2 separate regions of the Siniperca chuatsi genome follow, and region 2 is linked to region 1. The links are chromatin contacts, called in public Hi-C maps. All regions are on one chromosome and are shown on one strand. Each heading gives the region's core, a stretch centred on a gene start, on an enhancer-like site or on the middle of the called end of the contact. The rest is flanking DNA. Distances are from core to core; before and after follow the strand shown. Region 1 overlaps roraa (nuclear receptor ROR-alpha A). Region 2 holds the start of roraa (nuclear receptor ROR-alpha A).

What was found. Hi-C and Micro-C count contacts between places; a contact is called where the count stands out from the background.
Region 2: a Hi-C map of liver shows a contact between it and region 1, with 2.0 times the contacts expected there. The contact joins the promoter of roraa here to the enhancer-like site in region 1. A contact is called at or near these places in 2 of 3 Hi-C or Micro-C datasets (liver and skeletal muscle).

The regions. Positions count from the first base shown.
Region 1 is chrLG4:11,821,202-11,826,976 of ASM2008510v1, forward strand. The region is part of intron 1 of roraa (nuclear receptor ROR-alpha A); the gene reads right to left. Among protein-coding and RNA genes, the nearest start is that of roraa, 55 kb to the right of the region's middle. Within about 2 kb of position 2,195, the one cell type or tissue checked has an H3K27ac peak away from gene starts, as active enhancers do. A contact at or near this core is called in liver, where this site is marked.
Region 2 is chrLG4:11,876,796-11,882,570 of ASM2008510v1, forward strand. roraa (nuclear receptor ROR-alpha A) reads right to left here and starts at 2,216. Exons shown (of 10, transcript XM_044193105.1): 1 at 1,883-2,216. The coding sequence starts at 2,036.

The sequences.
Region 1 (5,775 bases), core at 945-3,444:
TACAAAGCAGTCCATCAAAGTGAGATCTGAGAGGGAGAGAGAAGAAGATCATGACTCTTTTCACACCTTGTCAGACTGACTCGCCTCTGCTAGTTCCAGACCAGTCTGTGGTTTTCCTCCAAACTGTGCTGCAGCCAAAAAAATAAACTACAGACAGTGGGATAGTTATAATCAGAGCACTTTTAAATATAGGGGAGTGTGTGAGTGGTGTAGGTGAGGTGGGTCTATTTTCAACTTTTCCCAACCAAAACGAACACTAATGCATATGACATTTTTTCTGTGGCAAAACATGTGTGATATACAATACCATGCCTTGTTTAATTCATAAGGTCATTTCAGGCGTGCAGCACATGTTTTTTAAAGGTTTATTGCATAATGTATGCACGTGTGTGTTTAAGTTTGGTGGAGGGAGTTAGAAGTTACATTACTAAAATTTGCACTTCAGTTAACAGTAATGGAAGGCACACAAAATGTACAGTCTGATTGTATCCTGTGGATGAATTTATATTTTAGTAAGTTAATTTTATAAAGCACAACAGGACTCTGTGCAAAGCAGGATAATAATCGACCCAGTACATTGAGAGAACACTTGGAGATAACTTGAAAAGTAAAAAGTCAGTGTAAAGCTACAGTAACAGTTGGCTTTTCACTGGGCTTGCAAAGGGTTTGCAATAAAGCTAAAGGAGGGTAATTTCCATATTAATGGCCTGTTTGATGAAGCTCATTTAAATGATAAAAAATGTTGTGGAAAAAAACTCTCATTTCCTCTTAATGAACAGGTGGGGTTGTTCATATAGTTTGGGGAGTTTTTCAATCAGCTACATCCTGTCGCTGCATTGCATGTTTTAATAGAAATGGTAAACTGATTATACAGTATGTCCTATTTCAATGGTGACAAAAAATCCTGATACTATTGGAAATACAATGTGGAAAAAAAAACGATGTACAATACAGTACAATGCAGTCTAACACATAGCCCTCCAAAGAATATTAACTTTGCAAAACTTGAGACTGTGTCAGAGAGTTTTTTTATTAGTCTCTAAAATAATTCTCGATGCTGGAATTTGTAGTGTAGTGTTGTTGTAGTGGACTGCACTTTATTGAAGGTATTCCTGTTATTTTGGCCACTGCTGTACAGGGATCCTTTCACAGCTAGTGCCATGATGATTTTGAAAATAGTTGTCCATACAGGGTAGAATTGTTTTTTATGAGTTAAAACATCAAACTCATGCCACTGGAGAAAACTCACATACAATGTTAAATATCCTCTACAACAGGCAGATTACAAGACATACTGAGCACCCTTGCTGTGCAGGGGCCTCATAAATGTCACAGGAAAAGCTTTGCCACATGCCAAAGGCACTCGTCTCCATTAACACTGCGCCAGGGGAGACTTACTTAGACTGACAGGCAGCAACAATACTGAAAACTCTCCCATCTGTGAGAAGAGAGACACAAAATGAAGAGAAGTGAGAAAAATGAGTTTGGAACTTTCATTGTCCTACGCCTTCCCTCCACACAGATGCGCAGCTGAGCCAGTGCAGCTGGCCAACTGACAAATGGGAAAAAATAGTCCAATTTGAGCTGGTCGTTAGCAGTCGGAGCGCAGCATTCCAGATAAATGAGCGGCTGCCTCAGGTATGGCAGGAGATCTTCCTGAAGCATTCCTGGGAGACCGGTCCGTACCACTGCAACCCCTTAGCCATGCCTTCGATCCGACAGGCCCGACACTACAGCAGAGGTGACCTTGCAGTGCCGCTCCTGCCGGGCTTCTTATTTTTACACTCCCCCTCACAGCCCCCTCTTCTCCCTTGGCCTGCACTCCTCTTTTTTTAATCCCCACTTAAAGAGACAGTGTGGTGGTTTTTATATCATTAACTTCCCCTTCCTACTACTTTTTGTCCACAGACAGAGGCAACGATCGAGAGAGAGCGAGTGAGAGAGAAGTGGTGGCGTTCATTTGAGCTGAAATCAGGGTGAAGGGGGGAGGGAGAGCCAACTCCATTAAGAGTGTCTATGAGGGGTTGAGCTGAGTCAAACACTTACTACGGATGTTTGGACTCTCCCCTTGTTGACGCTATGTAAGTCTGCCTCTCTCGCTGCATGTGTTTGTGTGTGTGTGTGTGTGTGTGTGTGTGTGTCTGAGTGTGTTTGTGTATGTCTCCGTGTGCCAGCGTATGCCACTGTGCCTAAGTATATATGTTTCAGTACCAGCTGCCAGAACGAGGCCACTTTCTTCTGCACACCCACTGTGGCCTGTGGGACCGAAATCTTTGTCAATGCCACGCTGGTTACGTTTCGCAAGAGCCCTGAACGGAGTGGGCCAAACAAACACAGACATGGTTGATTCCGCTTGTTTTTCACTCTATTTTCAGGACATAGCTAGTGAAACTCTGATCCAAAGGCAGTATTTAGACATTTCCAGATTAGAAATGAATCAGAAGCCAATTTAGAAAGTGGTTGAGTGCCCTCAATGAACTGTCTGCAGAAGCAAGCACATACAGTGAAACAATGAGACATGTGCTTAAACAAAGTAAACTGTCAAAGAAATTTGCTTTTCCACTTACAGTTCAAAATATTTCTATATCAGAAGATAAATTTATGTCCTAACACGGTAATTTGCCACTTACATTCACTACATCTGCACATTACTCATTCTTGGCTTTGGTTAAAACAAAACCTCTCCATCTCTGTGGACACTAATACAAACCAGTGTGTGCCTCTCAGCCTCTCCACACTTCACACAACCACTTCCTGACAGCTACTTCATTAAATAAATCATGACTATTGATTAACATGCTCACAACAGTCTGCACAGGCACATTCTGAGGTTTGTTTCTTGAGTGCCAAGCTCATTTAACATGGGCTCTTTCATGTGAGTAATTGTGCGCGCTTCTAGCCATCTACACCCACCCGCCCCCATATAAAATAGAAAATCCCATAGCTATTTCTCCCAAAGAAATTAGTGAATTGTGATGAGGCGAACTGAATCAATTATTGCCTTAAGGTCAGAACCTATTAAAAACATTTTCTTCCTGTTGCCATCAATTATCTGTTCTGATGTACGTGATCTCATTTTGTGCGCTAAAACAGTGTGACACACCTTGTGATTGCAATTATCTATTAGTATTCATTGTTCTTTTTCTTGAAATTTGTAGCATTCCTCGCAACATTAATCCATGAATAAAAGCTTTGGTGAGAATTTCTACCAAATATTATCATGTCATGCTTCTTAACAGAGATATACTGTATAGTGAATCATCTTTGCAAAAGCTTACTTTTTGAGAAACGTGAGAAGCAATGCAATTATCTTTTTATTAAAGATACATTTCTGCCAAAAATTGTTAAATCTTTAATTTTGCGTGTAATATTAAGCTCAGCCAAGAACATCTACAACATTGACATCTCGTCTACAAAGTGCACAGTAAATGTTGAAACTGGGAAATAATTTTAGTTTTACTATACACCTCTGCACTCTGTAATGTCGATCTGCAAAGGGAACTCGTGGGAAGAGAGGAAAGGAAAGGAAAGGAAAAGAAAGGAAAGGACAGGACAGGACAGGACAGGAGAGGAGAGGAGAGTAAAGGAGAGGGTAGGAAAGTAGAGGATGGGCTCTGACTGTCACAATTTGGAGAAGGGATCCCAGAGACAAGGTGCACTCTGGGACTTGTTCAATCACCTCAGTGCAACAGTGAGTATGTACATCCTGTCAGCCATCCATAGGTGTCCCTGGTCATCCCAGCCAGTCCCTCCCTAACAAATGAGCCACCACTCTGTTGGACAGGCATGCTCATTAAAAATGAGGATGCACCAGGACTTTCCTCCCACTCTGTCCATGCCTCTCTCTCTCTCTTTTCCTCTTGTGGAAAGCTGAAGACCAGTAGAGGAGGGTGAAAGCATCTGGATCATGACCTTTCCTCAGGCGCGCTGAGACAAATTAAAGCCAGACATCTGATGAGAGGAGACTGAGGAGACCTTCCAAGCTGCTCCAAGAGCAGCCTCAACGCTTCCACACTTTCAAGTCACTGCACATAGTGCAGGTTACATTGTCCAGCTACTTTAATAACAAGCTGGGGGCTTGCAGTGCATCTCACTATTTTTCACCAACAGATCATGTGGATTACTGGGGGAGATCACAACTAAATTATTATATTTCATGATGTTTTTATAAAAAAGCAAAAGCAGGGTCTAAACTCTTCACAATGTAGGAAAAACAAGAAACAAAATTTAACTCTAAGGAACTACATTCTCTCTGCTAGCTCCCAATGACACAGCAAAAGCCTTAGACTCTAAGGCAGAATCCAACCACACAACAGACTACCTCAGCTATGGAACTAATTGTTTCCATTTCAAAGCCGATTAGCAGCCTCGGGGAAACTCTGACAGTTGGACACCACAGAACCAAACATCCAGGAAGAAGAGCCGTGGCTGAGGCTCAAGCTGATCACCCAGCACATCTGCTTCTCTACACTCTGGCATAGGCAGATACTCACTTAGCATCATGGTCCATCTCGGTCAAGACCAACAGAAGCTACGCATTACAGACTGGCTAGACTAAATAAAGCATTCTCCCTGAGGTCTAAATGGAAAAAGACTCTTGGAAAGTCATTTTTCGCCTCGTCTTAATTGCTGAGGAAAACCAAGAGACAGAGGGGCTATTGCTTAATACATCAGAAACAAGTGCTGAGATTGGCTTGACGTAGACATAATTAACCGTGGATTCAGAGCCAGCGAGAGGACCTGCAATGTACAGTAACAGAGCATGCAGATTTCAATTTAATGTGCCATTTTCACTGGAATATGACTGAAGTAACTGAGCACAGTGCAAAATGAATTAGGCTGATGAAACATCCAGGGAAAGTTTTGGAAATGTGTTAATGTTATTGTGATGGGTTTGAATTAAAGGTCATGCCCTTTTTGAAGACCTTTATTTCAAAATGGACTACTCATGATGATATCTTCCAGTGAACTTCATCTTTCAGTTAATTTGTATGAAATATATATACTCTCAATAGGAAGAACACACTGTATATGCATTTGTGGATGGAAATGTAGCCACAAACATGCTACAATAACCAGATGTTTCCTATATTGCTTAATAAAATTACAAAATTAAAAGCTGAAAAATTAAACTCTTGATTGGAATTCATATTGGAAAAAGTTAACTTTGCCAGGACAGACAAAGGATTTAATAAAAACACTTTCTTACCTGAGGTACAGAAGGAAGAGGCCACCATACATTGGACAGCAACATAAGGGGGGAAAAAGAGAGCATTTCTAGTTAGGCGAGCTGTGGTCTATTTCTTCTATTAAACATGCTATATCATCGTCATTTTAAATATCTTTGATCAGACAGCACTGCAAACATTAATGGAACAATAACATGTAAACAATCTTCCACCAGAATGTGTTTTGAACAAATCTGCACAAGTGTTCTCGTAGGATGAAACCTTCATGATCCCCAGGGGATGGGAAACATTTAAACTAAACCACGGTTTTCATATGTCTGGTATACACCCTATAGATACAGGCTCATCTCTTTGACAAGCTAAAAAAAATATATAGCTTGTAAGACTGTCCTGGAAGTCTCTTTGCCTCCCTCTGACACCCATATCAATAAATCTATACAGACAATCACAGTGGCATGTTAACACATTGGAATAAAAGTCAATGTAGGGAAAAACACCATTGTTTGAAGTACAGATTATGCGGCAAGGGCAGTTGTTACACTAAAGTAAGGTTTGTAAAGCTGTAATGGAGGGGATGTCTCTGCAG
Region 2 (5,775 bases), core at 966-3,465, 56 kb after region 1:
AGGCCAATTGTTGCAATGTTAAAATGTCTCGTTAACCCACTCCAAGAGAGTAGGCTATAGGTTAGATGGCAGACCACAATAGATTGCTGTTACTGTATGTAACTGTACATCAAAGCTACAGATGGCAACTTAATGACTGTGAAAGATAAGATAAAAAATGTATTTACTGTTGTTACCATAGTCTTCTGAAAATTGAGCAGGCATCTGCCTGTTTGACACATGGAAATTTGAACTACACAGTTAAACATGAGACTCAATTCATTTAGGCATTGAATCAGAACTCATTTTAGACAACAGTTCTCACAACTTTTCTTTAAGGCTTCTACTGCTAATGCTCTCTAACAATCAGTCTTATTCTTTGCAAAAGGGTCAAAACAAAGTTTCAGTGCAGGGAAACTCCTTCAAAGCTGCAGAGGTTGTCCCACTGAACATGTGGGGTGTTTTTTTTCACCCATTCAGCATTACATAACAGACCGAAGGCGTTCTTTTTCCTGTCTTTCTCTTTCCCAGACGCACGTTAATCCTGTGCATAAAAGGGTGGGGTGAATATGGGTCAGCAGGTTAGGAGTGTCTCAAAGTCAGACTTGCGAAAAAAGAAATCAATCCACGAAGCCTCCCAACTACCTGTCTTTGCCCCACTATTACATAAGTGCTCCGGCTGTGCCAACCCACAAAGTCACAGTTTCCCTTCAGTGGCATATAAATATCCGCTGAAGTGCAGTGATTTGTTTATTTTTTTGTGATTTTTTTGTAATTAAACAACCGTGGTGATCACGGGGAGTGGGTGAGCTCTTGTATAAAGTGCAAAGATCTGCGATGATGATTTCTGCTCTCAGTTGCGCGCCTCTGTTTATGGCTAAACCTGTTACATAACCAGCTTACATTCCACATTCACCATATCACACTCTAAATATACCCTTGTGCACAGGAAGAGTTCGCGCACAAAACCCACCGTGCAATGAATTAATTGTCACAAATACACCATTCGCCTCACTGTCATGCACACACCAACTCTGCCTGTGAAGAATCAGCAGAGAAATCTGAATTTCTTTGAACTTGGATGATCCCGGTTAGCCTGTACTGGAGACAGTCGAGAGGGGGTGTGGTTAAATACTGTCTGTACTGTACAACATGGACGGGACGTGGTGGATAAATCATGTAAAATGAACTAGTCCTCAGCAGCAGACAGACTTTTGACGGGCTAATTGATAATATAGGCCTGTCTAGTTTTCACTGTCTGATCATGTGGAGGTTTAGTCGCAAAAGGCGTGCAGCGCCTTCATGCCTGCAACTGTGTTTGAGAGCTGGCGCTAAACAAATTCCAGCTGCTGGGGCGTCTTTTTGCACACAGGAATAGCCTAAATCTGTTAGCTGGAGATGTAAAAATCCAGCCAGACGGCGCTGTGTGCATAGCGGAGGACACGTCTCTACAAAGGAGAATGGGACTGATCAATAAACTAGCCCACAGTCTCCAAAAGTTCACTTTTGACACTTTGACAATATCGCGTTTGAGCGGACAGGTTGGCCTGTTTTGGCACGAAGAGAAGCTCCTGTTGGTCAATCTTAAGTTGCTGGGTAATTGATTTATCTTACAGTCAGAGTAAATGTGACATCTGTGACCATATCACCCCGCTATGATTTGAGCTGTCAGTGGAGCATGAACACCAGCAACACACACGGAGGCACTAATTACAACCGAACGGGCAAAAGCCGCGGTGGTAGCCTACTAAATAAAAAGCCATGTCCCTGTGGTTGGGTGAATTTAGACAGTGTGCGGTTATTTATGGGGAAGCGATTTAATTCATTTTGAAGTTCGATTAAAAAAATACCTCGATCGGTCTTTATTTCTCATACAGTAAAAAGCAAAACACGGTCCGCTTACCTCTGTTGGTGCTTGAACAGGTCTGCCTTCGAACCGGGGCTGGATGGTCCGCTTTCCGGAGCGTCTCCAGGTTTACCGGGGTTTCCCTGACCGGGGTAGCCGGCTCCGAGGCGCTGTTGCCCGGGTCGCTCGCTGGATCTGGAGGGGACTCCATGTTGAATTTCAGATTTACTGTTTAACTACCGCTAGTACTTAAAACTAATTCTATGCGATCTGCGAGCTCCGACACTACGTCTTGCTATCTAATTTAGACTAGAAGTAAGAAATGAGAAATGCGAGTGTGTCTGGAGGTGGGTGTGTAGGTTTGATTGTCCACTAGCAGCGCTAGTGAGAGCTCCAGTCATGCAAACTGAAAAGGGAGAGGTTGTCAATAGCCGAAGAATAGATGTAGGCCTCAGCATAATCCATGCTGATCGACCCTGCGCAGTTTTACATGGGAAATGGAAATATTTTATTAGTCAAGCCTTGCTCAGCAGTTTTCTACATCGAGCCTATGTATTGTCTCACTTACAAGTTGTGTAATAATAATACTTGTGATAATAGTACCTAGCCTATAGGCTGCTGCTGAATTTGAAACTGAAAACTGGCCAACATGGTCAAAATACATCATGATGACATGCATTTGCATCATGTCATGATCTAAACCATTTTATTGGGCTATTAAGCTAAAAAAGGAGAATATAATGTGTGAAAACTGCAGCTCTTGTGGTTGTTATTTTTGCTTTAATGGCAATCTGCAAATACCTTCCAGCTAAATATGGCCACTATCATCCACATCATCATATTCCATTCACAATACAGTCTGTGTTTGCAATTTACAGTCAAAAGCTGCGGAGGTACAGGAAGTATTTACTGCAAATCTATTCCCAGTGGATGCCATCCCTGGCTGCAGCATTAGGCAGTCTGTGTGCGACTCCAGACCATATAACAACTCAACTTTCATGTCTAAGAATTCAAACAAGGATAACCACAGCGCTCATCATTATTTTCATCATCATCACCACCATTATCATCATCATCAGCTCCACCGTCCTGTGGGAGGAGCGGACTGCATTTCTGAGCAGTCTGCTCGAGTTGATGAAAGGACTCTTCCCTTTACTCACAGAATAACCTGTGTCTCCGCTCTGCCAGATAAAAGTTAAGACTGACATCAGTTTGGAGAGAATACGCTTTAAGATACAGTGCCGTGTACAGCTGGCATCAAACGTCACTCTGGCAACCGGCATCCATGCACCGCTTGTTGAGCAGCAATTACAAACACATGCATTCTGTGAGGGATCAGCGGGCAAACTGCGAGGCGGCATCCCCAGCCTCTTCAAAGCGGTGCACGTGGACTTTGACGTGGTCCTGCCCTCCTGTACAGAGCCAGACCGCTGATAGACAAGTCAGCAATAAAAATAAATCACTGTGCCAAATACTAATGAACTTATAGTGATCAAATCATATAGGGAAGGTGTGATCTCTTTAAACACAACATAACTGTTAAAAAAAAAGTGTTTGTATAGGCTATTAATATTCATTAGGCTGACTTTACAAGGTCTTCCTCAAACTTTAGGATTGTCTTAATGGAAATGACCATCATTCACATAAGAGTATATCCCCTTGATGATTAAATTTGATTGAAACCTGTGTGCCTGCCTTTAAACATAACATTGAACTCAATTTAATATGTTTTAAAATACGGAAAGTGTACACCATCTTTTTTAGTTACCTCTTTCAAAGCTCATGTCTGCACCTCATGCGATAAAGTCTACAATTCTATATTACCATACTGTTACTTTCTTTTCTAAAGAAAGGATCACTGACACGAATAGCACAAAAATGACAAATGTTAAGGTTCTGTCATGGACTAAACATGGCCAAAACAATATACATAATCATCACTGTATTTGACTGTATCCACATCCAACTGCTGTAGTACATGTAGTATACTACAACATACTGTAAATTGGCAGAAATTAAAGAAATGTACTTTAAGCAGATGCTTGCTGATGTATTCTCATTTCAAAAAAAGCTGTGATGGCCTTTCGTCTTGTCCTGTATTTGGATTCAGTGTCAGATTTGGTCTCCTCTGCTTAGTGTCAGATGTGCTATTTAGTTGGTTGACAAAATGAAAATGATCACTAGCGTTAAGTGAAGCTTTTGTAATTGGTGTTGACCTTTCATTTATTTGTTTGTTTTTCGAGCTGGATAAACACTTCATTAGTGAAGTGACATAATTTACATGAAGGTAAATAGTGTCAAACATGGCAATGAGACACAAGGTGAGAGGTGCAGAGTTTACAATGCTTCTGTCTGGTAATTAAATCAACTGAGTTTAAATTCCATGGACATGTGCAAGTGTGGATAATTCAAAAACATGAAGCCAATGAAGTGAGATATTTAATCCATGTAAAAACACTGAATACGCTAAATCCTACAAAAAGTACTCAAAACGGGCAACATTTTAAGTTTGGATTAGTCACTAGAGAGGGACTTTGTCAAAAGGAATCAGTTTTCATGTTTCCAGTGCAGCACTCCTTGCATGTAACTCACCAACAAGAGCATGATATAAATTTTGGAGCTGTGCTGCGCTGAAGGCTGACTTTTTGACAGAAAGCCAGAAGGAATCTCTCACTGCCAAGCGAAGAGGCCAAGTTCCATTCCTTCGTCTCAGCTCTAGCTCCTCCAAATTTCCCTGACCTCCTGACCCACTGCAATTTGACCGTGTGAACCCTACACTGCCATTCCACGCCTGTTGCATGTTCAGCATCAAAGCTGAGGACCTTGAACTTGAGAGATACGTAAGCACACTCCGAATTTTACCTCCAAACAGCACAAACACACAAAACAGCACATAACTGTATAACTGGTATGAAAAGTATATGCTTAATACATGCACACCCACAGCTGTAATTAAAATGCACATTGTACACAGGTACATCTAATAAGGATAAGAACGTTTTATTGTGTACCTACAGAATATAGATGCAATATAAATGCACAAACAAAAGCAACTTAAGTACACACTCAGACCAACACGCTTCTCTGTGTTTAAACCAACGGGATGCAAGGACAAGTTTGATACTGCCTGTTTAATTTTTGAGTTAAAATGAATTATGCTGCTGTCACATTGTTGAGCAGAGGAAGGATGTGTGAGTGTGAAGCGAGTAGAGTAAGCATGCCTGCCTATGTTTAAAAATGATTGATTAAGCTGACACCGACTCAGGGGTGCAACACCGCTCTATTTTTCTCCCTCATTATGTAAGGCTATATTTCAAATCAGGAGTGCACTGGTGGAAGACACCAGAGACACCAGACAGGACACCCTTCAAATAAAAAGTTTATCAGACAACAGCCAAGGAGACTGATGAGTTTCCCCTCTAATCTTGTCTTGAGAGTGGCGATAGAAGAGAGGAAAAAATGTGTTTGTCAAATGACAGTGTGATCTTTAACAAAACACACAGAAAAATAAGTCTGACCAGTTTGGCCACTAGCACAGTATTCGCAATGTTTGTGCAGTTCATCTTGGGAAAGTGTTTGTTTAAAACAAAACTCACAATCAGGCAGAGTACAGAAGGTTACATGTAGGCTACACATTTTTAATAATTTATTCATTTTCTGCAGAAAAGATAATTTCAGCTGTGTTTACAAAAAAGTAATTAATTCAGATGAGTGCAACATTTTGCTCATAATTTAAACCAGATAGAACTCTATGAAATTTACTCCTTGTACTGCACTAGTTGTCTATTTAAACAGCCAGAACCAAATATGAATTCTCAGAATGACACTTTTTTTATTTATTTTTTTTATGCGGACATGGTGACATATCTTTGTTGCTTTACAAATCGGACATCAGAACCCGAGCCCAGCAAACACACAGTTCTTTGCATGCTCATGCACTGCAGAGTGCC